Linked DNA regions of Mus musculus: all the other regions are linked to region 1. A link is a contact called in public Hi-C, HiChIP or PLAC-seq, capture Hi-C and promoter capture Hi-C data. All regions are on one chromosome and are shown on one strand. Each heading gives the region's core, a stretch centred on a gene start, on an enhancer-like site or on the middle of the called end of the contact. The rest is flanking DNA. Distances are from core to core; before and after follow the strand shown.

The links. Promoter capture Hi-C pulls out the DNA fragments that hold promoters and counts their contacts. HiChIP or PLAC-seq counts read pairs in DNA pulled down with a chosen protein or histone mark. Hi-C and Micro-C count contacts between places; a contact is called where the count stands out from the background. Capture Hi-C pulls out chosen DNA fragments and counts their contacts.
Region 2: a capture Hi-C map of macrophages shows a contact between it and region 1, with 3 times the contacts expected there. The contact joins the promoter of Btc here to the promoter of Mthfd2l in region 1. A contact is called at or near these places in 11 of 39 promoter capture datasets (the 3T3-L1 cell line, cranial neural crest, embryonic stem cells and 4 more), 5 of 484 Hi-C or Micro-C datasets (the AML12 cell line, the C2C12 cell line, myocytes and 2 more), 2 of 115 datasets of contacts at active chromatin or transcription factors (astrocytes and kidney) and 3 of 9 other capture datasets (adipose tissue, macrophages and pancreatic islet).
Region 3: a FOXA1 HiChIP or PLAC-seq map of pancreatic cancer cells shows a contact between it and region 1. The contact joins the enhancer-like site here to the promoter of Mthfd2l in region 1. A contact is called at or near these places in 6 of 39 promoter capture datasets (the 3T3-L1 cell line, embryonic stem cells, frontonasal cranial neural crest and 3 more), 6 of 484 Hi-C or Micro-C datasets (the C2C12 cell line, bone marrow-derived macrophages, cerebellum and 3 more), 3 of 115 datasets of contacts at active chromatin or transcription factors (bone marrow-derived macrophages, embryonic forebrain and pancreatic cancer cells) and 3 of 9 other capture datasets (adipose tissue, liver and macrophages).
Region 4: a promoter capture Hi-C map of liver shows a contact between it and region 1, with 3 times the contacts expected there. The contact joins the enhancer-like site here to the promoter of Mthfd2l in region 1. A contact is called at or near these places in 4 of 39 promoter capture datasets (the 3T3-L1 cell line, hippocampal neurons and liver), 2 of 115 datasets of contacts at active chromatin or transcription factors (bone marrow-derived macrophages and pancreatic cancer cells) and 1 of 9 other capture datasets (macrophages).
Region 5: a CTCF HiChIP or PLAC-seq map of the NIH/3T3 cell line shows a contact between it and region 1, with 9 read pairs. The contact joins the enhancer-like site here to the promoter of Mthfd2l in region 1. A contact is called at or near these places in 9 of 39 promoter capture datasets (the 3T3-L1 cell line, 3T3-L1-derived adipocytes, embryonic stem cells and 6 more), 1 of 15 datasets of contacts at CTCF or cohesin (the NIH/3T3 cell line), 2 of 484 Hi-C or Micro-C datasets (bone marrow-derived macrophages and peritoneal macrophages), 6 of 115 datasets of contacts at active chromatin or transcription factors (astrocytes, bone marrow-derived macrophages, embryonic stem cells and 3 more) and 3 of 9 other capture datasets (adipose tissue, liver and macrophages).
Region 6: a Hi-C map of bone marrow-derived macrophages shows a contact between it and region 1, with 22 read pairs. The contact joins the enhancer-like site here to the promoter of Mthfd2l in region 1. A contact is called at or near these places in 9 of 39 promoter capture datasets (the C10 cell line, HPC-7-derived erythroid cells, cranial neural crest and 6 more), 10 of 484 Hi-C or Micro-C datasets (the AML12 cell line, B cells, the C2C12 cell line and 7 more), 14 of 115 datasets of contacts at active chromatin or transcription factors (astrocytes, bone marrow-derived macrophages, cardiomyocytes and 8 more) and 5 of 9 other capture datasets (adipose tissue, embryonic stem cells, liver and 2 more).
Region 7: a promoter capture Hi-C map of liver shows a contact between it and region 1, with 2.8 times the contacts expected there. The contact joins the enhancer-like site here to the promoter of Mthfd2l in region 1. A contact is called at or near these places in 3 of 39 promoter capture datasets (hippocampal neurons and liver).

The regions. Positions count from the first base shown.
Region 1 is chr5:90,929,878-90,932,495 of GRCm38.p6, reverse strand. Mthfd2l (methylenetetrahydrofolate dehydrogenase (NADP+ dependent) 2-like) reads right to left here and starts at 1,300. Exons shown (of 8, transcript NM_026788.1): 1 at 1,063-1,300. The coding sequence starts at 1,178.
Region 2 is chr5:91,401,672-91,404,289 of GRCm38.p6, reverse strand. Btc (betacellulin, epidermal growth factor family member) reads left to right here and starts at 1,296. Exons shown (of 6, transcript NM_007568.5): 1 at 1,296-1,632. The coding sequence starts at 1,569.
Region 3 is chr5:91,319,202-91,321,819 of GRCm38.p6, reverse strand. No RefSeq gene overlaps it. Among named protein-coding and RNA genes, the nearest start is that of Gm19619, 37 kb to the right of the region's middle. Within about 2 kb of position 1,304, at least 21 of the 459 cell types and tissues checked have an H3K27ac peak or open chromatin away from gene starts, as enhancers often do. A contact at or near this core is called in the C2C12 cell line and pancreatic cancer cells, where this site is marked.
Region 4 is chr5:91,269,685-91,272,302 of GRCm38.p6, reverse strand. The region is part of intron 4 of Gm19619 (predicted gene, 19619); the gene reads left to right. Among named protein-coding and RNA genes, the nearest start is that of Gm19619, 12 kb to the left of the region's middle. Within about 2 kb of position 1,337, at least 3 of the 459 cell types and tissues checked have an H3K27ac peak or open chromatin away from gene starts, as enhancers often do. A contact at or near this core is called in liver, where this site is marked.
Region 5 is chr5:90,611,656-90,614,273 of GRCm38.p6, reverse strand. All of the region lies in intron 4 of Rassf6 (Ras association (RalGDS/AF-6) domain family member 6), which reads left to right. Among named protein-coding and RNA genes, the nearest start is that of Rassf6, 28 kb to the left of the region's middle. Within about 2 kb of position 1,288, at least 108 of the 459 cell types and tissues checked have an H3K27ac peak or open chromatin away from gene starts, as enhancers often do. A contact at or near this core is called in the NIH/3T3 cell line, bone marrow-derived macrophages and pancreatic cancer cells, where this site is marked.
Region 6 is chr5:90,660,306-90,662,923 of GRCm38.p6, reverse strand. No RefSeq gene overlaps it. Among named protein-coding and RNA genes, the nearest start is that of Rassf6, 21 kb to the right of the region's middle. Within about 2 kb of position 1,308, at least 24 of the 459 cell types and tissues checked have an H3K27ac peak or open chromatin away from gene starts, as enhancers often do. A contact at or near this core is called in the STO cell line and bone marrow-derived macrophages, where this site is marked.
Region 7 is chr5:91,199,324-91,201,941 of GRCm38.p6, reverse strand. No RefSeq gene overlaps it. Among named protein-coding and RNA genes, the nearest start is that of Gm23092, 17 kb to the left of the region's middle. Within about 2 kb of position 1,336, at least 16 of the 459 cell types and tissues checked have an H3K27ac peak or open chromatin away from gene starts, as enhancers often do. A contact at or near this core is called in liver, where this site is marked.

The DNA of each region.
Region 1 (2,618 bases), core at 51-2,550:
GATATCTATGTGTTTGTGGGTGTGGAGCATGTGGCTACAACCAAATACTGAGGTTGTAACTGTTGTTTCAGTAGGAATTAGGCAAGGAGCAAATGGGGAGATGGAGACATCGAACTGATGAAGGGACATTAATCAACTTATACACTAACAAAAAAATTACCATTATTCTAGAGGGAAGCACTAAAAACTTGAAATTCCAAGGATAATGATTTAAATAGGATACTCTTGGTAGACAACCCCTTCAAGTCTGGATTGCAAACAGAACCCTTACAAATCTGTTCTTCCAAGGGAGGAGAGCACTCTGGCTAAACAGCAAATCCCAACGCTGCTACTACAGGCCAACAGTGTACAGCAATAGAATTCCGAAGCTGTATCATTTACCACACATCCTCTTCTATAGACCTAGTCACTACAAACCATCTCCGAAGTTAAGACTACAGAAAGAACTTTAAATTTCAGTGACTCAAAACTAAGATCCAAATACGTATGATGGGGAGTTAATTTAAATCACACAGCACCTATGGGCACAGCCTCACTGTACTTTTCCTTGAGGACACAAAGTGACTATAAACCGTCAAGCGAGAGTCTCCAGCCACCTAAGAAGCACTGGAAGTTTACAAATGAGTTTTTCTGAACTCGAAGGCCCTGGGCAAGACACTATGCATTGCTGTTGTTCCATAGGTTGGATTCCCCAGCAGACAAGGGACGCTGCGGCAGCGTGGCCTGTTCCTGGGCACCACGGTGTCTTTTCATTGTCCCGGGCAGCAACCAAATCCGAAGGCTGCCAAGCGCCCTACAAGCGGAGAGGCCAGCCTGGACTGCATGCAGTTTAAGGAAACTGTAAGACATTCCGAGGTGGGAAAGATTACAGCAAGCCGGTGACAAAGGACTAAAGAAACAGAAACGCTGGACTACAGGTCTGCACAGCGCCTACTCCTCCTCGCACAAGAACAGTCTGAACAAAGCCGCGGCCCATTGCCTGAGCGCCTCGCACCGCGGCCACCCCGGGCCTCCGCAGGCCCCGCCGCCGCCCAGCGCGCGGCCCCTGCCCGCAGCTCCTACCTCCGGCCGCTGCTCCCGAAGCCGCGCCACGCGCGCTCGGCGACGCCCGGGGCTCGCACAGGCCCTCGGCCCAGACGGCCCCGGAGCAGCGAGAAGCCGCGGGCCCGCGTCGCCATGCCTCGCCGTCCGCCTCCGGGGGTCCCGCGGTCAGCTCAGCGACACGCCCGGGGCCCTCAGCAGGGTTCCGGGGCGCGGGGCGGGGCCGAGCCCCGAGAAGGCAGAGGCGGCACCGCTGGTGGCCGCGGGGTGGCGGGCGACTTGGCTCCAACCCGTGCACGCTGTCGCCACGGGAGCACAGGGAAGTCCTCGGCCGTTCTTGCAGGCAGCAAGGCCCCCTTGTGCCCCAGGCCCAGCTCTAGTCCCTGGTCTCGTTTCCATGGTTACAGGGAGGGCAGCTTGGAGCAGTAAAGTTGTTGCAGGTCTTTGCTTTTCACTCCCTGTGCGACCTTAAGATGCATTGAAAAAGAAACTCAAGGAGAGGAAGAAACAAAGATGTCCTTGGGATTTCTATCAGTCTTCAGCATCCTTGACACTTCCAGAAGATCCTAGAGTTTGTGGAACCTTAAAGCAGAGGGAGTTTGCAATGAGAAAGCAAAAATCATCTGCAAAGCTAACAGGAAATATTCCTCCCAAGGTCAAGCTGTGGCAGTGATGCGAGGGGCAAGAGCTGTTTAGACTACTGTCTGACTGAGGAAACTAGTTATGGAAAGTCCCAGATGTTAGAGAGCTTGTTCTGTGAAAAAACCATCAAGAACAGTGGTGCAATGTCTGTCTGGTAGAAGGCATTTAATCACAGAAAGAAAACATAGAAGAAAATCTTGGCATCGAGACTTTTTATGTAACACTTTATCATAGTGTATAAAAAAAATTTAAATTTCTGCTGTGGGGGAAAAATAAACCTGTTAAGAGAATGAAAAGGCAAGGAAAAAGTTTCGTTGAGGGGTGGGTGTTTGTAAAATACTTGTTGTGAACTTGTACCCCAAATATACAAGTGTAGTCTCCCCTCCCCCAGCCTGAAACCTGCTTGCTCAGGGGTGGAGCTTCCTGCTCATTCGTTCTGCCACGCCCACTGCTGGAACCTGAGGAGCCACACACGTGCACCTTTCTACTGGACCCGAGATTATTCGGCGGGAATCGGGTCCCCTCCCCCTTCCTTCATAACTAGTGTCGCAACAATAAAATTTGAGCCTTGATCAGAGTAACTGTCTTGGCTACATTCTTTTCTCTCGCCACCTAGCCCCTCTTCTCTTCCAGGTTTCCAAAATGCCTTTTCAGGCTAGAACCCAGGTTGTGGTCTGCTGGCCGGACACAACAATTGGTGAACCAACTCGGGACTGAGAAACGGCAAAGGATTTTTGGAAGAGACGCTGCTGGTTCGGAGCTCCATAAAATAAAGGATAAGGGAAATTCATACCGGAGAAGGTATGGGCTAAGCTGAGACAGCGTTAAACCCGAGCGCTGGTTCACTTAGGTTCAGCAGTGAGGAGCTGGGTAATAGGCGGTAGGCCGTAGCTCTCCGAAGCTACATGAGGTGTGAGAAAAGAAAGGGTTTATTA
Region 2 (2,618 bases), core at 47-2,546, 470 kb before region 1:
CTCTCAGTTCTTCCCTGCTCCGGACCCCACCCAATCATCTGAGACGGTTCCCTCTTCCAGGGCTCTAAGGGGTTAACTAGAATGGATGGATTTAAAACTTCATTCTTCTAGATACATCAGTTGCCTACGGCACTAACATAACTAGGATCGGTTTAGAAATAAAATATCACTTGCTTAATTTATATAATGGGGTTCAAAAGGAGGGTCAAATGCTTGACTTATCTTTCATATGTAAAAAAAAATGTTTATTGTACTTTCCAGTGTCAGAAATGCAACTTCTGAAGGTGGATGCATTGTATGCATTGCTTTTACAAGATCAGTAAATCAGTTCATAAGACCCAAACCCCTTGGTCAGTTCAGATGCAAATATACTTGTGCTATACGGTAAAACTGGAACCCTTTTATAGGCTGTTCAGTGTGTCTTTGGGTTCCAGAGACGGCTCAATGCATAAAAAGTTCCCATTACTAGGCATGATGAAATAGAGATAAGGTTTGGCAAAGCACAAGCATACAACACACACACACACACACACACACACACACACACACACACACACACACAAACACACACACACACGAAAAAGAAACAGAAAGATCCTACTAGAATTAAGAGGTAAACAAATGAAAAAATAATGGATAAATAAAATAGAAATGAAGTTCTTTTATTTATCTATTTACTCAGATGATTTGTTACTAAGTTTCTGAGCTAATATTGTGCTATGTGGGCCAGGCTGACCCTTCAAACTTGCTCTCCTCCTGATTAGAGGCATGTGCCACCACATCCAGCTGATACATGAAATTTCAAAAGGACGTTTTGGCAAGCTAAAATGCCCGGCTAATTAATAACTGACTAGAAGGCACTGAAAACTGAAGTATTAACTTTAAGAATTCTATAGACAACAATGACTCTTGAGAAATCGCCTGTCTGCGTCAACTGTCAAATGCTTGAGGTTTTTTGTGGTTTTTTGTTGTTGTTGTTGTTGTTGTTGTTGTTTGTCTGTTTGTTTTTTCTTTTCAGTGAACTTCGCTCTAGTCTCAGAATTCGCTCCTTAGGCCAGAAGGAGACTTCTAGACTTTCCCCCAGAGGGCTTCATGAGTTGAGGCCACATGACCAGGTCCTCTTCTGCCTCTCTTCTGGGCCCCATTTACCTTGTTTTGTCCCACAGGGGGAAAGAAATGAACCGTCAGGTGAGACCCAGCAGGGGGAGTGGGAGAGCTGGCCCCGTGGCCCTCTGAGCGTGTCCTTGGGTGTGAGTATGGGTGTGGGGCAGCTGGGTGGGAGCAGCGTGCAGGCTACCAGCACCAAGTGGTGTGCCTCTCCGGGGGTGTGTGCAGAAGGCTCCAGGATAAATAGGAGGCTCCCAGTTCTGGGTGACACTGGAGCCCGCTGGCTGCCCGCCCCGGGTGTTTCCCTGCTCTGTAGGCAGGCTGCCTGCTGCTTAGTTTCGCTTCCTCCTGGCTCAGGGATTAGTTTTCAAGCACCCTCTCGGTGCCAGGGCCCAGGAAGGGCATAGAGAAGGAACCTGAGGACTCATCCAGGGGCTGCCCTGCCCCTCACAGCACAGTTGATGGACCCAACAGCCCCGGGTAGCAGTGTCAGCTCCCTGCCGCTGCTCCTGGTCCTTGCCCTGGGTAAGTGTTCATTCTGAGAGCTACAGATCAGGAGGAAAGTCATGGGGGCTGGAGTCCTGTGAACCTTGCTGAAAGAGTGAGCTGGTGAAGTTAAGATCCCGCCTCTGGCTTGCACCTGTTGGAGTCTTCCCTGGGTATACTCGAGGCCCAGGGCGGCAGGGATCCTGCTGCCTGCTGCTGGGCTGTGCTCAGGTGGCACCTTGAAGTGCCAGGAGCAGAGCTCGCGGAAGGTGCTGGCAGGGACCCGGGAGGTGCTTAGCAGGTGCCTGAGATGGGAGGAGACTCTCAAAGGAAGAAGCAAGGGAGTCTGCACCGAGAAGGATACCTGCAGAAGGCAGAGGCGGGCATTCCTAACATGCATGGACTGGAGAGCAACGTGCTTGTGTGTGTGTGAGTGTGTGTGTGTGTGTGTGTGTGTGTGTGTGTGTGTGTGTGTGTGTGTGTGTGTGATGAATCCTCCTAAGCTACTGGTAGTCTCAAAAGCAGTCCCGTCTTCTCTCCTCTCTCTCTCTCTCTCTCTCTCTCTCTCTCTCTCTCTCTCTCTCTCTCTCTCTCTCTCTCTGTCTCGTTCCTGGAAAACACACACAAACACACACACACACACACACACACACACCTTCTCTCTCCCTTTTCTTTCTTCCATTCGTGTGGCAGGAGCTGCGAGGGAGAAGTCCTCTCTTGAGAGCTTTCTGTGACTGTTTTTCGTTCAGGACGAGAAAGCAAAGAGAAATGAAAAAATACCAAACGGCCTCACTTGGGACCTTTTGCTTCCTACTTTGAAAAGTCAGGAGAGGAAATACATCTCTTTATTTGGAAAATTAGGGCCTGTTGGTTGAGAACTCCTGGATGTCCGCAGAAGCAAGAGAGGAGAGGCGGCTCCCTGGAAGCCAGAGCTGTGGAAGCAGAGTGCAGCTTCAGGTGGCATCCTGCCCTCTGCCTCTGAGTAGCAGACGAGAGGACAGCCTGGTGGGAGAGCCCAGCCATCT
Region 3 (2,618 bases), core at 55-2,554, 390 kb before region 1:
AAATAGTTACAGATAAATACATAGATGAAAACATTGACAGTCAATAATTTAGTAGACATACGTAAATATGTGATATTTTGTCTTTGCTTAAAAATCATTATTTTCTATATATTTTTCCCTTATTTAATTTTCATTTTATGTACATGGGTATTTTGCATGCTTGTATGTCTATAAATCATATGTGGGCATGGTGCTGTCAGAGGCCAGAAAAGTGTGTTGGACCCTCTGGGACGGGAGTTAGATATGAGACATAAGCTGCCCTTTGGATGCTGGGAATTGAGAAATGCTTTTAGACAGTCACCTCTCTGACCCCTTATAATATTTTACATAGTAATATTTATTAACATTTATTATAGTAAAACTATTCATTAAGTGGGAGAAAGAAATAAGCTTGAGACATTCAATATATTGTATCACCTTATATACTTATCTGGTTTAAGTTTCTTAATCTCTCTGCCCACAGGACAGTTTATTTTTTCTTAGTTTTAATTCATCATTACAATTTGGCTAATATTCTTTTTCTCATAGTATGTGTTTTAATGGCTATGGAACATGTATTCATGTATTGGTTAGAAATTCATTCAAATCCAAATAGAAGTGCTTGTCACAGGAGTGTCACCAGTCAGGATACTGCCTTCTCATTCAATAACAGCGTTGTTACAGTCACTTGGGGATGTCAAAGCAGCTTCTCCTGTCTTTCTGTCCCGCTATTCTTGAATATCAACTTCACTACTGCAAAATAGTTGCCCCAGCTCCTGATATTAATACACTCTTTCTAGAGAGAGGATAAAAGGGTCAATATGAAGGAGAATTCCTAACTAGGTCTGACCCTTAAAAAAACAGTCACATGTCATAGAAGAGTCAAGAGTAAGTTCTTAAGTTCTTAAGCCTCCCTCAGGTGTTTGGCTCCCCTGACCTGGATCCAAGTGGTGTGGGACTCCCTGTTTCTCAGTCTTTATAGAAAAGTTCTAGGATCTCAACCTTCCCAAAGCTGTGACCCTTTAATACAGTTCTTCATGGTGTGCTGAACCCAACCATAACATTGTTCCATTGCTACTTCATAACTTTGATACTGTGACGAATAGTAGTATAATTATCCAAGCTGAAGGATATCTGATTATGTGACCCCTGTGGAAGAGTCATTCAACCCCCATGAGGGTCATGACTCACAGGTTAAGATTAGGAGAAAGACATTGTAAATAGACTTGGATAGAAGAAACAAAATAATTGCGTTCTTCTGTTTCCTTGACAGTCCTTCCACACCGCTGAGCATGCTGGGAAGAGCACACCACAATCTCACTGACTCATTTCCTCCTCTTAAAGTTTAAGACCTCTGCTGCCTTCTTTACTGAGTCTGAATGGAACTCATGTTCTAGGCGCAGCATAAAAGGAGAAAAGAGCTTTCACACAAAATATGGGAGAAGAGCAACCCCAAAGGAGCCCCTAGTCTATAGAAAATATCAAATGTTGCTGGTTAGGAATTACAGAACCTGCTTAACCTGGAAGGTAGAGTAATTTCCAAGTGGTTAAAGCATGAAACCCATGAGGATTGCAGCTATTGGCTTTCCTACACAAACCCAGGAAAGTGCCCTTCCTGGACACTACACATTATTTCAGCCCCTGGAACCAGTTTCAAGACTGATATTGCTTTGTGAGTAATCACAGGTTATTGTCAGCCAAGCCTAGGCTTTTTCCAGCATCACAGCTATTTCAAAACTTAGAATTCTCAACTGCTTTCTCTGGTTAATTTTGTATATGGAATGCCTATGTGTGGCAAAGCTCTATGATCGGCGCATCTTGATCATAGATGTGGGGTGTCCTGCCCAGGGAAAAGTGCTGCCTATCTGGCTTGTCATGGGAAAGCTCGCTGACCCTTGTCCCGAATGACTCATAAGGTTGACTGCCACTCCTGCCCTGTTTGTGGTGTGACTTCCCATGGTGGATCTCTGAGCTCTGCAGCATGTTTGCTGCTCTGGAGATGTTAACGGTAGAATCGTGGGAAGCGCGTTGCTGAGGTGCGCACTGATTCCCAAGCGTTCATACCTCTCAGATGAGCCTGTGCTATGTACACCACAAAGGGTCATGCAAGTGCCTGAAGTCACGAAGAAACTTCTTTAGACTTATAAAATGGGAATTTAATATTTGTTCCAAAAGATGGTATAGTTTTCAAGCAAAAACAATGTGGGTTTTAAATTATCATTGACTGATCATTGAACTTTTCAAAATATCTGTCTTCCTGTATAGAAAACATAGGATAGTAATATACCTGGGGATAGCATGAGCATTCCTTGTATTATACCAAAAACATAGAAAATGTTAAGTGTTTCCAGTAGAAGCACTCACAGAGTTTTACCTGTACTCAGGTTCTCTGAGATGCTCCTCACTACCTGTCTTAATACGCAGACCCAACTATGAGGGATCCTTCTAGTGGATGGCAACTATATTCTCAAAATCTAGACTTGTATCTTGGGAGGGCTGTTGGTAGTGGGTGCATAAGAGGTAAGGGAAACTTATCCAACCATTTGAAGCTTAATTTATGCTCAGAAATGCAAGATATCAAGAAGCACACATAGAATCCACAGGTTAAGTTGTGCTATCTCAGGTCAAACTGATCAGGT
Region 4 (2,618 bases), core at 88-2,587, 340 kb before region 1:
ACACACACACACACACACACACACACACACACACACTCAGTAAAAAGTAACTCCATGGTCTTAGAGTTTCTAATTCTCTTCATAAAAATCATTTGGTCTTTATGTATATGTAAGCAATATAAAGAAACAAAAACTACCAATCAATTTTCTGTCAAGACTTTATATGAGTGAGTGTGTGTGTGTGTGTGTGTGTGTGTGTGTGTGTGTGTGTATGTGTGTGGGTATGCAAATGAGGATTGGCTATCATATATAAGCACACTGCTTGCCATTGAATTATACCCTAAGACACAGTAACAACACATTGAAACATGTCATCTGGTCTCTTTTCCATGTCCATGTACCTATCCTTTAAGTGGAACTTTTATGGGTACACTGTTTTATTACTACTATTTTCCATTAGCAATGTATCTTGTCTATTTCTTGCCAATTTCCCTAAAAGGTGCTCTAATACAAATGTATTTTCTCTTCATTGCTACACAGTGTTACATTGTGTGAATATATGGTGCTTCACTCCCTATCTTATTGCTGTTGAAAAATTATATTAATTTTGCTGTGTATCCACCAATTTCCCCATGATACATGATACATACTCTCTCTGGCTATTCTGACTGGTTCACATCATTTCAAGTGGCTCCAACAAGAAAGGCAATGCAAGTCCTTTCAAGGACACTTGTAGTGTTGCAAAGGCTCCAGTCTACAAACTGACCTCAAGTAATTTCTCTGTGCTCTATTTATACTTCCAACATTTACAAAGTAGACAATTCCAGTAAGAACATGTGTGAGGGTTGGACCTTACCCCAAAGGTCTATACACTAAAGCCAAGGCCCAGCCTATGCCACAATAAAGAGTGGTGGAAACTTTGGGCTCTGTCTGTCTGTTTCTGTCTCTCTGTCTTTCTCTGTCTTTCTGTCTGTCTGTCTGTCTCCCCTCTGTCTCTATCTGTCTGTCTGTCTCTGCCCTCCTCTCTCTCTCTCTCTGTGTGTGTGTGTGTGTGTGTGTGTGTGTGTGAACTTAGGTCACTGGAGCTGTGCCTTTGGTTGTGATCCCAAGATCTCCTAGTCTCTTTGCTCTCTGACTGTGATGGAAGGATCACCTTCACTGCCATGCATTCCCATAGCAATGCATGACTTCGTAAGGCCCACAGCAACAGGACCAAGGGTATATGGACCCAAGGCCATTGTCATTCTTAGATTACTGTTTGCTTCAACTGATAGAGGAGGAGCACAGTGTACTTAGTGCTGTAACTTTTATGCCTTGGTAGTGTTTGTCACAGAGCAGCCCGCAGCCCTCAGTAACTAAGTACTTTGGCACATTAGCTTCTGTCTTGTCATGTCACATTATGCCAGTAGGGGACACCAGCATGCATACTGTCAGTGACTGCACCACTGCATTGTGCCCTGGCTCTCTACCATCACCTGAAGTTCAAGAGTACCTCACAATATTTGTCCCTCATTTTATAAGAAATGTGGGATTCCCATGGATGTGCATTTTTATGTTTAAGGAAATTTTAACATTATAGTGAGTATTCTAAGTTGCATGTTAGAGATTATGAAAATCTTACATTAAGTTAAAATGCTATGCTTTGAATATCCAAAGGGTTCATACTTAACGCACTCTGAAGAATTCTGACATACATTGAGGCAGTGGTAAATCCCCAGATTGTCAGAGAAGAGTCTCCCATCTCACAGTGCTCGGGCTACTTTTGGTTAAGTGATGACTTACCCTTTTGTTTGTGCTTTCTGTTGTTTGATTTCTATAGCACCACTCCCCATCATCCTTCTCACAGTGGCTTTGTTCCCGCGTGACTTGCTCAGCTGTCACCGTTCTTAGGGTCCCTCCGCTCCTCTCCAGTTACTGTCCCCATCACTCCTTTCCTTAGAAGTAGGTGAGATGCCCACATTGTCCTCAGCTGAGAGTCACTGTGCAATGAGGGAACTATGACTTGGTGTCAGTAGTCACCATACTTTAAGTTTTTTTTCCTTTTCATAAACATCTCACAAAGGCCAGATACAACCTAACCCTTGCAGCTTGAGACTCCTGGAGGGGGCAGGACTGAACAAGGACACCCTGTGAGCCTAGTGTGTTCAGTGCACTTTCACCAGGACAAGCCCAAAGGAAGTCACACATGCTTTTATTGTAATCTTTGCTTAACTGGGTCCTGGGTTTTGCTATTTTTAAAGGAGACCTGCTCTCCTGATCAGGGTTCAGAGACACATGAGGGTTGGTGTTTGACTCTTATGTGAGAACTGGTGTCTGGCTGTGGATGTGAGGGTCGGTGTGTGGTGCTAGAGATGTGGAAGAGAAGTTCTAGGTCTTAGAACTAAACTGAAAGACAGAAAAAACCCCAAATTCCTGACCTTTCTGCCTCTCCTTTCCAAGCTCTGGGATGATAGACAGACAGGCCCTGCTGCACTCTGTTCCTTAGCGTTAGGAATTGAACCTCCTCAAGCAAACTTTGCATTCTGGATTACCCTCTACATGATAGCTATAAGGCTCCTGAACTTCATTTGAAAATCACTTTATTTTTCTACTGGAAACTGCTATCCCCTATCAACAAGTTGATTCCCGAAGTGAGACTTTTCATCTTATACTTTGAACTTTCCAGATGGAGTGCTTCT
Region 5 (2,618 bases), core at 39-2,538, 320 kb after region 1:
GCATCCCTCAGGTACAAAATAACTGACAAGACCCATCATTCAAATCAGTAGACGCAGTATATAAAAGTGATTGAGCCTTGCTTTAAAATAAAAGAACTATACAAGATATGAACGAAAAATTGTGATCATATTTCGCATCTACCTAAGAACTCATGGCAAATTCCTTCGAGGGGCAGACCCCTTCTGCTATATTCTTTTTGTTTGTTTGTTTGTTTTGTTTTGTTTTGTTTCTTGAGACAGGGTTTCTCTGTATAGCCCTGGATGTCCTGGAACTCACTTTGTAGACCAGGCTGGCCTCGAACTCAGAAATCCACCTGCCTCTGCCTCCCAAATGCTGGGATTAAAGGTGTGAGCCACCACACCCGTTTTTGTTTTTGTTTTTGTTTTTGTTTTTTCCTGCTAAATTCTGATTCCTTCCAGTTCATTAAAACTTCATAAGTGTGCAGTGTTACAGCGATACGTCGAGGAGGTTGGCACTTCTACAGTTGTGATAAGCCACTGTTGTTTTAATAGTTATTCAAAGATATGTTTTAATCTCACCAATTCAACATACTAGCTTTGAATGAAAGACATGGAAATTGCCGGTGAGTTTTAGGAGCCAAGGGTGGGGACAGATCATATGGGTGGTGTTCTTGCCTATGCCACAGCAGATTATAAACTATCACCTTCTCTTGCCTTCTGCAGAGCCCATTTCCCTTAGAACAGTGCTGGTATGCTAGTAACTTTTGGGGGGGGGGGGCGGAAGGGGGTTCGATGCAGGGTTTCTCTGTAACTCTTCTCATCAGCATAGCCAAGCATGACAGAGCAATGGACGGAGGAGAGGATTGTTTGGCCTCACATTTTCTGATGTCCAGACCACCACGGTAGAGAAGGCATGGGAGCTGAAGGGACTCCAGCCAAACAGTAGGAGCTTGAGCCATCATGGCATGCTCATATCTTAGCAAGTTAGGAAGCAGGGAGCTCTGATCCAGGTATCTTCAAGGTCTGACCCCAGGGACTTACTTCTGCAAGCTAGGCCATGGTCTCAAAGACTCCACACAGCACTACCAGTTGAAGGGTCCAAGTGCTCAAACCCACGAACCTGTGGAGTACATCCCAAGTTCAAGCTATAACAGCTTTGGAAGCAAGCAGAAGTTATTTCTCATGATTTAAACTTGAGAAAATACACCTAGACAATTTCATAAGCCTGTGATTCAACAGAATAACCAGACATGTACTAGAACACTGGAGGTATCAGCCTGTCCTTTAGCACAGTAACAAGACTCACTAGAGCATTGTAATTATGCGTCTGCCATGAAACTTCTCATTCTAGTAAGAATTAGCAGGAAGAGACCACACCCCTTATGCATACAGTGCAGACTGACTGATTCATTCTCTCTCTCTCTCTCTCTCTCTCTCTCTCTCTCTCTCTCTCTCTGTCTCTCTTTCACACACACACACACACATACACACACACACACACACACACACACATACACACACACATACACACATGCACACACATACACACACACACATACACACACATACACACACACATACACACACACACATACACACACACACACACACACACACACACACACACACAAGCATGATAGCATTATTTAGTTGGTGCAGTCAGCTTGCTCTTCAGACATGAAGGCACACTGCAGAGAGAATGGCTCTCCCTGGCCTCTCTGTGGTGGCATATAGAGACACCAGAGGCACTGTTCTCTGTGTCCATTCAGTCTTAGGTACTCTCCCTCCCTTGATCACTTCCTCTTAGGTGACTCACTCAAATTCCGGGCCCCATTAAATTGTGTAACGAATTTGACCATTCCCCTCTTTCAAAGCTTCTCTCATTCTTTGTCCGTTTTGGGCATCTATGGTCAGGACTTAACACTGCTGCTCAGACTTACTGTCTCCTGTTGGTGGGTTAGTAGACAACGAAGGACATGGACAGTGTGTGCTCAGCTGCAAGGACTCCAGTTGAGCATCTTTCTATTCCTTGGAGAAAATATTCACTACTGTTATCTTGCTTTAGTCATGTTGGCAGTGAGTCACACTGAGGAAGTATTACCCTAATGGGGATGGTGAAGGTTTAAAAGTACAGCGGTGTGTTTGAGCTCTGACCACTTGCAAGTATGGAAATGACTCTGTAGGAGGGACTTTGATCTCTATCGTATCAGGGCCAAATGTTTTCTTATAGAAATTTTGTGTGTTAAAAGCCAAAATAGACAAGAAGAACCTCACTGGAGTTATTTTTGTTCTCACTGGTTTCCATTTCTATTTTAATATCTCTTTAAAGTCAGTGTTTGCATATTTTAGGCAAGCCATGGCAGAATGAAATAAAGAGCAGGAAGTGAACAGGTGCATATATTTTGTATCAGTAATGTCTTTTTTTTCTTTTGTCATGAATAGGGAAGTAGCAGCATTTTATTTGTCTATCAAATTTCTACCTCCGTTTTATTTTGAAGCCCATACAATCCCTCCCCAGCATTTAGACCCAGTACACTTCCTGGTGTTTAGCCAGAGCAACACAAGCTGTTCCATGTTTGCACATGTTCAATTGTTTGATGTTAAAGTTCTAACCAGTTCTTGCTTGAGAAGTACAGAGAGCCACCCTTAAGCTTAGT
Region 6 (2,618 bases), core at 59-2,558, 270 kb after region 1:
AGCACCGGTGACCACCCGCACTGCTGGAGTCTGAGAAGAGTGACAGAGCAACCGGTCTCTGCCTCAGCTGCACTTGGGACTTTTTGAAGTTTTGAAAAGTCCCAGGGTGCAGTTCAAGGCCAGACGTTAGATCTGTTTAGCTGGAGCTGGAGCATCGAGGTTCTTGACGGTTTTGCAGATGGTTAGAGTATTTTGGTAAGGCTGAGAGCTGCAGGCTTAGTGCGCTGGCACTTCCAGCTTCTTTGTGCTTCTGGCTGGCACTCAGAAGCCTATGGAGTCCTGGTTAGACTTGAAGCCAATTCCTTATAACAGGTACAGGGTATTTGACAGTGTGCTGAGAAGGAAGCGCTCTGCACTGTGTAGTGGACATTTCCTTCCAAATGTATGTATGTATGCGTTTATATCCCTTTTATGTTGTGCCTTAAATATTTACCATGCACTGTGCAAGACAATCATATCCATTATATCTAAGCATCCCACATGTTCTACTAAGCTGTTTTATCCCTAGGGCCCCACAGCTTGTTACTGGGCATTCTTTTTGGAACTTTATTTGGAAGCTGGAACTGAGAAAAGTTAACGCTGTACTCTCAAGGCAGCCCATCGGAAGGACAGGGTTGCCAGGATGTCGGTCTCATCCTCAGTGCTGGCAATGTGGGCTTGCTCAGCAGGAGTTGACGATCCTTTAACCAGTAACCTTCTGTTACTGAGTTGTTTGATGTAACAGAAGCATGTCTGTTGTCTCCAAAACTAAAGCATCTCCCTGACCTAGCTCGTCTGTGCATGGTAATTGTCCCCGAGAAGAATGCCCAGTAGCCAGCTTTCCTGTCCTTACTTAGCCCACTTCAGAACGGCATCCCCTTTGCCAGCACCGATGCTTCCTTTTGAACAAGTATCACAAGGTGAGCCACAGTGTATGCTTCTGGTACTGTGGTGTGGTGCTTTGCAGTTTAAGACTGCCACCTAGTCCTCAGGTCAACGAGAAGAGGCTGTCTACGGCTCATAAAAACGATGATGAGGGATGAGAATATCAGCCTCCAGACATAGTGGGCAGAACACAAATGCCCAAGCCACTAAAAGAGATACCTTGAAGGCTCTGACAGGTGCCCAATTAACACACACACATCTTGTTCCAAGAACAACAAGCCCGTTCATTCGGCCCTCATGGTAACTCTACACGGACCGTCTTACTGATTTCATTTTACAAATGGGGAAGCTGAGGCTGCTTAAGCTACCTGCAGAAGTTTACTGTTAGTAATTTGTGAACTAAGGATTCTGGGGCCTCAGCCAAATCTAGCCCGACACTGCCACCTATAGGTAAGATGAGGTATCACTGTTTACTAAACCTAACAGGGATACAGACCATTCAAAAGTCAAAGTCCTGACTGGAACCAGATTCTCTGCATTCCCCTCCACGTCACAACACCCGTTTTTCATTTAAGGAAATACCTGTGATTAGTGACCGTGGAGTCGGAGAGTTCTGACCTGTTCTTGTCTCAGGAGGTCAGCGGGCACATTCTCATGTTTTCCCAATAAGTCTTGTCAATTTACTCTGCTCAACCTGAGTCAAGATTTGTGAATATGATTGGAGATTCTAAAGGAGGATACTTTCTAGCTTGGGTGTGCATGAGGAAGCATGTAAGCCAGATGGCCGCAAGGGAAGCATCTTGCGACTGTGATGTCATAGCTAGGGATGAGGACAAGGCCAGAATGAAGGTCTTGCTCAAACTTGTCTGATGTTGAGTCTTCCTTTGGTTTTCGGCTTAGGTACCCCCAAGCCTCCTTTGTTGCTGAATTCCCATTGGGTTTTAAGAAACCAAACTTTCTTAGCCTTTGTGTCTGTTCCACTGTACTGTAAGTCACTTCAGGTGAAGAATTTGTTTTTCAAGCTACGGTGAGTGAAGGTCTCACTGCGGAGCTCTTCCTGCAGAGGAAGAGGCAGAGTTGTCTCTAGGTGAGCACAGTGTTCAGATAACTCTTCCACAGAGCATCCAGATGTCACCATCGGGAGAGGGTAGGTGAGGAAAGATGCTGGTGCTGAGTCAGCCCGGGACCTCTCACCCATTTGCATAACTGCATGAAATCCAGTTTATGTCAAATTCAAGGAAAAACCAGCTTTGTTTCCTGCATGTTTGGTGGAAATGCAGTCATGGCTGGTACTAAGAACAGGAAATCGCATTGAGAAATAAAACATGAGCAAACCGATTGTTCTTACTTTGTGCGAAACCATTCCTCCCATGACTCTTCACAAGAATTCAGGAAATTAGCCGGGCACAGTTGGTACATGCATGCCTGCAATCCCTGTACTTGTGAGCATAAGAATTTGACACCAGCCTAAGCTAGATGGGAAAGCCTGCATTTGTAAGATATAAGATATAAGATAAGATATAAAGACTCAGGAAATCCTGTGTAGTGTGACTCAGTCTTCCATGCTGGCCTTGCTTACCAAGGATGGCAGAATTTGGCTCCCTAGATGTTGGAGTGACACATCCCCCAGAGATAACTATCGTAAGGACCCCCTTTAGGCATGTTTCCTTTTGTGTCCACCAATCCTTCTGCTCACTCCAAGATGCTGGGCTCAAGTCTTCTCACTAGTAGGAAGCCTACAAGTATCAAGTGTC
Region 7 (2,618 bases), core at 87-2,586, 270 kb before region 1:
CTAATGTTGTTCATGTCATATTTAGAATATAATCAAATATGGTAGTTTATATGCTACTTTATGTAACATACAATTTTTAAAACCTAATACTGAAAAATGAACAATAATATCAGACTAGTATCTCTTGGCCCCAAACCAGCTGAGAGCCAGTGGAGTGGTTCAGTGGATAAAGGCACTTACCATGCAAAGCTGGATACCAGAATTCAATCTCAGAATTCCAGGGTGAAAGCACAGAAGGAAAAATTATCCCCTTTCCCAGTCCCCCCACCCACATAAATCCCCTATCTCATCCTCTTGCTTCTATGAGGGTGCTCCCCCATCGACCCACCCACTCTCAACTCACTACCTCACCACCCTGGCATTCCCCTACACTGGGGCATCAAGCCTTCACAGGACCAAGGACCTCTCCTCCCATTGAGGCCAAATAAGGCCATCCTCTGCTACATATGTAGCTGGAACCATGGGTCCCTCCATGTGTAGTTTTTGATTGGTGATTTAGTCCCTGGGAGCTCTGGGGGGTATGGTTGGTTGATATTGTTGCTCCTCCTATGGGGATGAAAACCCCTCCAGCTTCTTTGGTCCTTTCCATAGCTCCTCTATTAGGGTTCTCGTGCTCAGTGCAATGGTTGGTTGCGAGCATTCCCCTCTGTATTTGTCAGGCTCTGGCAGAGCTTCTTAGGAGACAGCTATATTGGACTCCTGTCAGTCACCAAGCACTTCTTGTCATTTTCAATAGTGCCTGGGTTTGGTGTCTATATATGGGGTGGATCCCCGGGTGGGGCAGTCTCTGGATATTTGTTTACCATATGCATATATTGTATGGAAGTGGAGGACAGAGAGGAGCTAGTTCTCTCTTATCATGAAGGTCTCTGTGATAGCACTCAGGTTATTAGACTTGGCTTCAAGTAGAGTTATGCACTGTACCATCTTGCTGGCCCAAGTATATGATTTTTACATATGTACTTATGTATATATTTATACACGAAATCCAATCCATGGAACTATCAATTTTAGCTTGTAATTTTATTTATTTAACTCAAATCAAGTTTGTTTGTTTGTTTGTTTGTTTTTCACCAAAGTGGTAGTGACTTTGGTGTTTGCAAGTCGTCCTCTTTTTATTGTTCAGCGTTCTGAGTTGCTGGTTTTGTTGTCTGGTGAAGTTCCTTGTTTGGTTTGACTGTTTAGCAGTTGTCTGGCTTAGGCGAGCCAAAGAAGGCCCTTGAGTTTCATTTCTCTCACATGCAAAGGGAAGATAACACTGCAATCCATGCCAGCTCCAGAGGGCAGGAGAAGGGTCAAGCAAGATAAGGAGTATGAAAGCGCTTCCCAGACCTCAAAGCACAGTGAGAGATTAGTCACCCACCACCTGACAGTTCACGTGAAGGAAATACTGCCCTCCCCAAGGGACAAAGGTGTAAAACTCAGAACTGCAGTAATGTTCAAAAGCCTCTGTAAAACAAACATGAAACTTTGAAATATTTCTAGTTTTTATTTTAATTGGCCAATCAAGAAAGAGGACTTTGCTCTTTCCAGTTTTAACCTTGGTAGACTAGAATTGATTCAATAGTTAAAGAAGGCTCACGAAAGAAAGAAAGAAAGAAAGAAAGAAAGAAAGAAAGAAAGAAAGAAAGAAAGGAAGCTAGCTCAAGGCCCATGATATACTATTCATTGACAGTCTTTTTATCTAAAATGCAGTTATAACAGTAGCATCCAGAAAATGTTTTCCTTTGCCTATAAAAGAGTATGTTCTTTTGTGGTTGCTAAGTGACATAACATTTTAGCAATAGTTAGATGCCTCTTAACAAAGGTTTGCTTTCTTAAGGGTGGTTTTCACTGTTCTTGTTAAGCAATAGGAGCTATCTGCCCTGCTAAGGGTTGAGGTGTTGTCTAAGACACAGAAGAAGAACACAATCATAGCAAATAAAAACCAAGAAGCAAGAGGCATGGAATAGTCTGCGTAGAATGCATTGTATTATTTAGTTCCAGCCACAGAACTTAGTATTCAACTTGAAACAATCAACTATCTAGCAAAAACAAAGCAAAGCAAACAGAAAACAAAACTGGGCACTCTGACAAGAAAAAGAAAAAAAAGAAAAGAAAAAGAAAATACCAGACAAATACTGTTTATACAAATAGAAAAGTGAATTCAGCCTTAAAGTTACAATAGTTTGACAATTATCCACATCAGAGTGGTTCTATTCTGAGTAAAGGCTATCCCTTATGTAATGTTGATTAAGAATTCAAGTAAAAAGGGCCCCGTGTAATCACATGTAGTCACGTATTCTAAAGCTATGTTACAGTAAGAATTGGAGTTTACCTCTCTAAGTAACATCATCATCATCTCTGTCACAGGGATGTGACAGAGTATCTGGCTCTGCTTGCAGGAATCAAACAAAACACGCATGCAAGTAACATTAAATTTGTGTATATTACATATATGCATACATCAATTAATGCAGAAATAGGCCCTAAAATTGAAAGAGAGCAAGGAAGTTATACAGGAAGATTTGCAGTGAGGAAAGAAAAGGGAGACGTATTATAATTGTGCTATACTCTCAAAAGCTAAGGAGTTACATCAAACAAAAGCTCTCTCATTCACCAGAGATCAGAATCCTCTG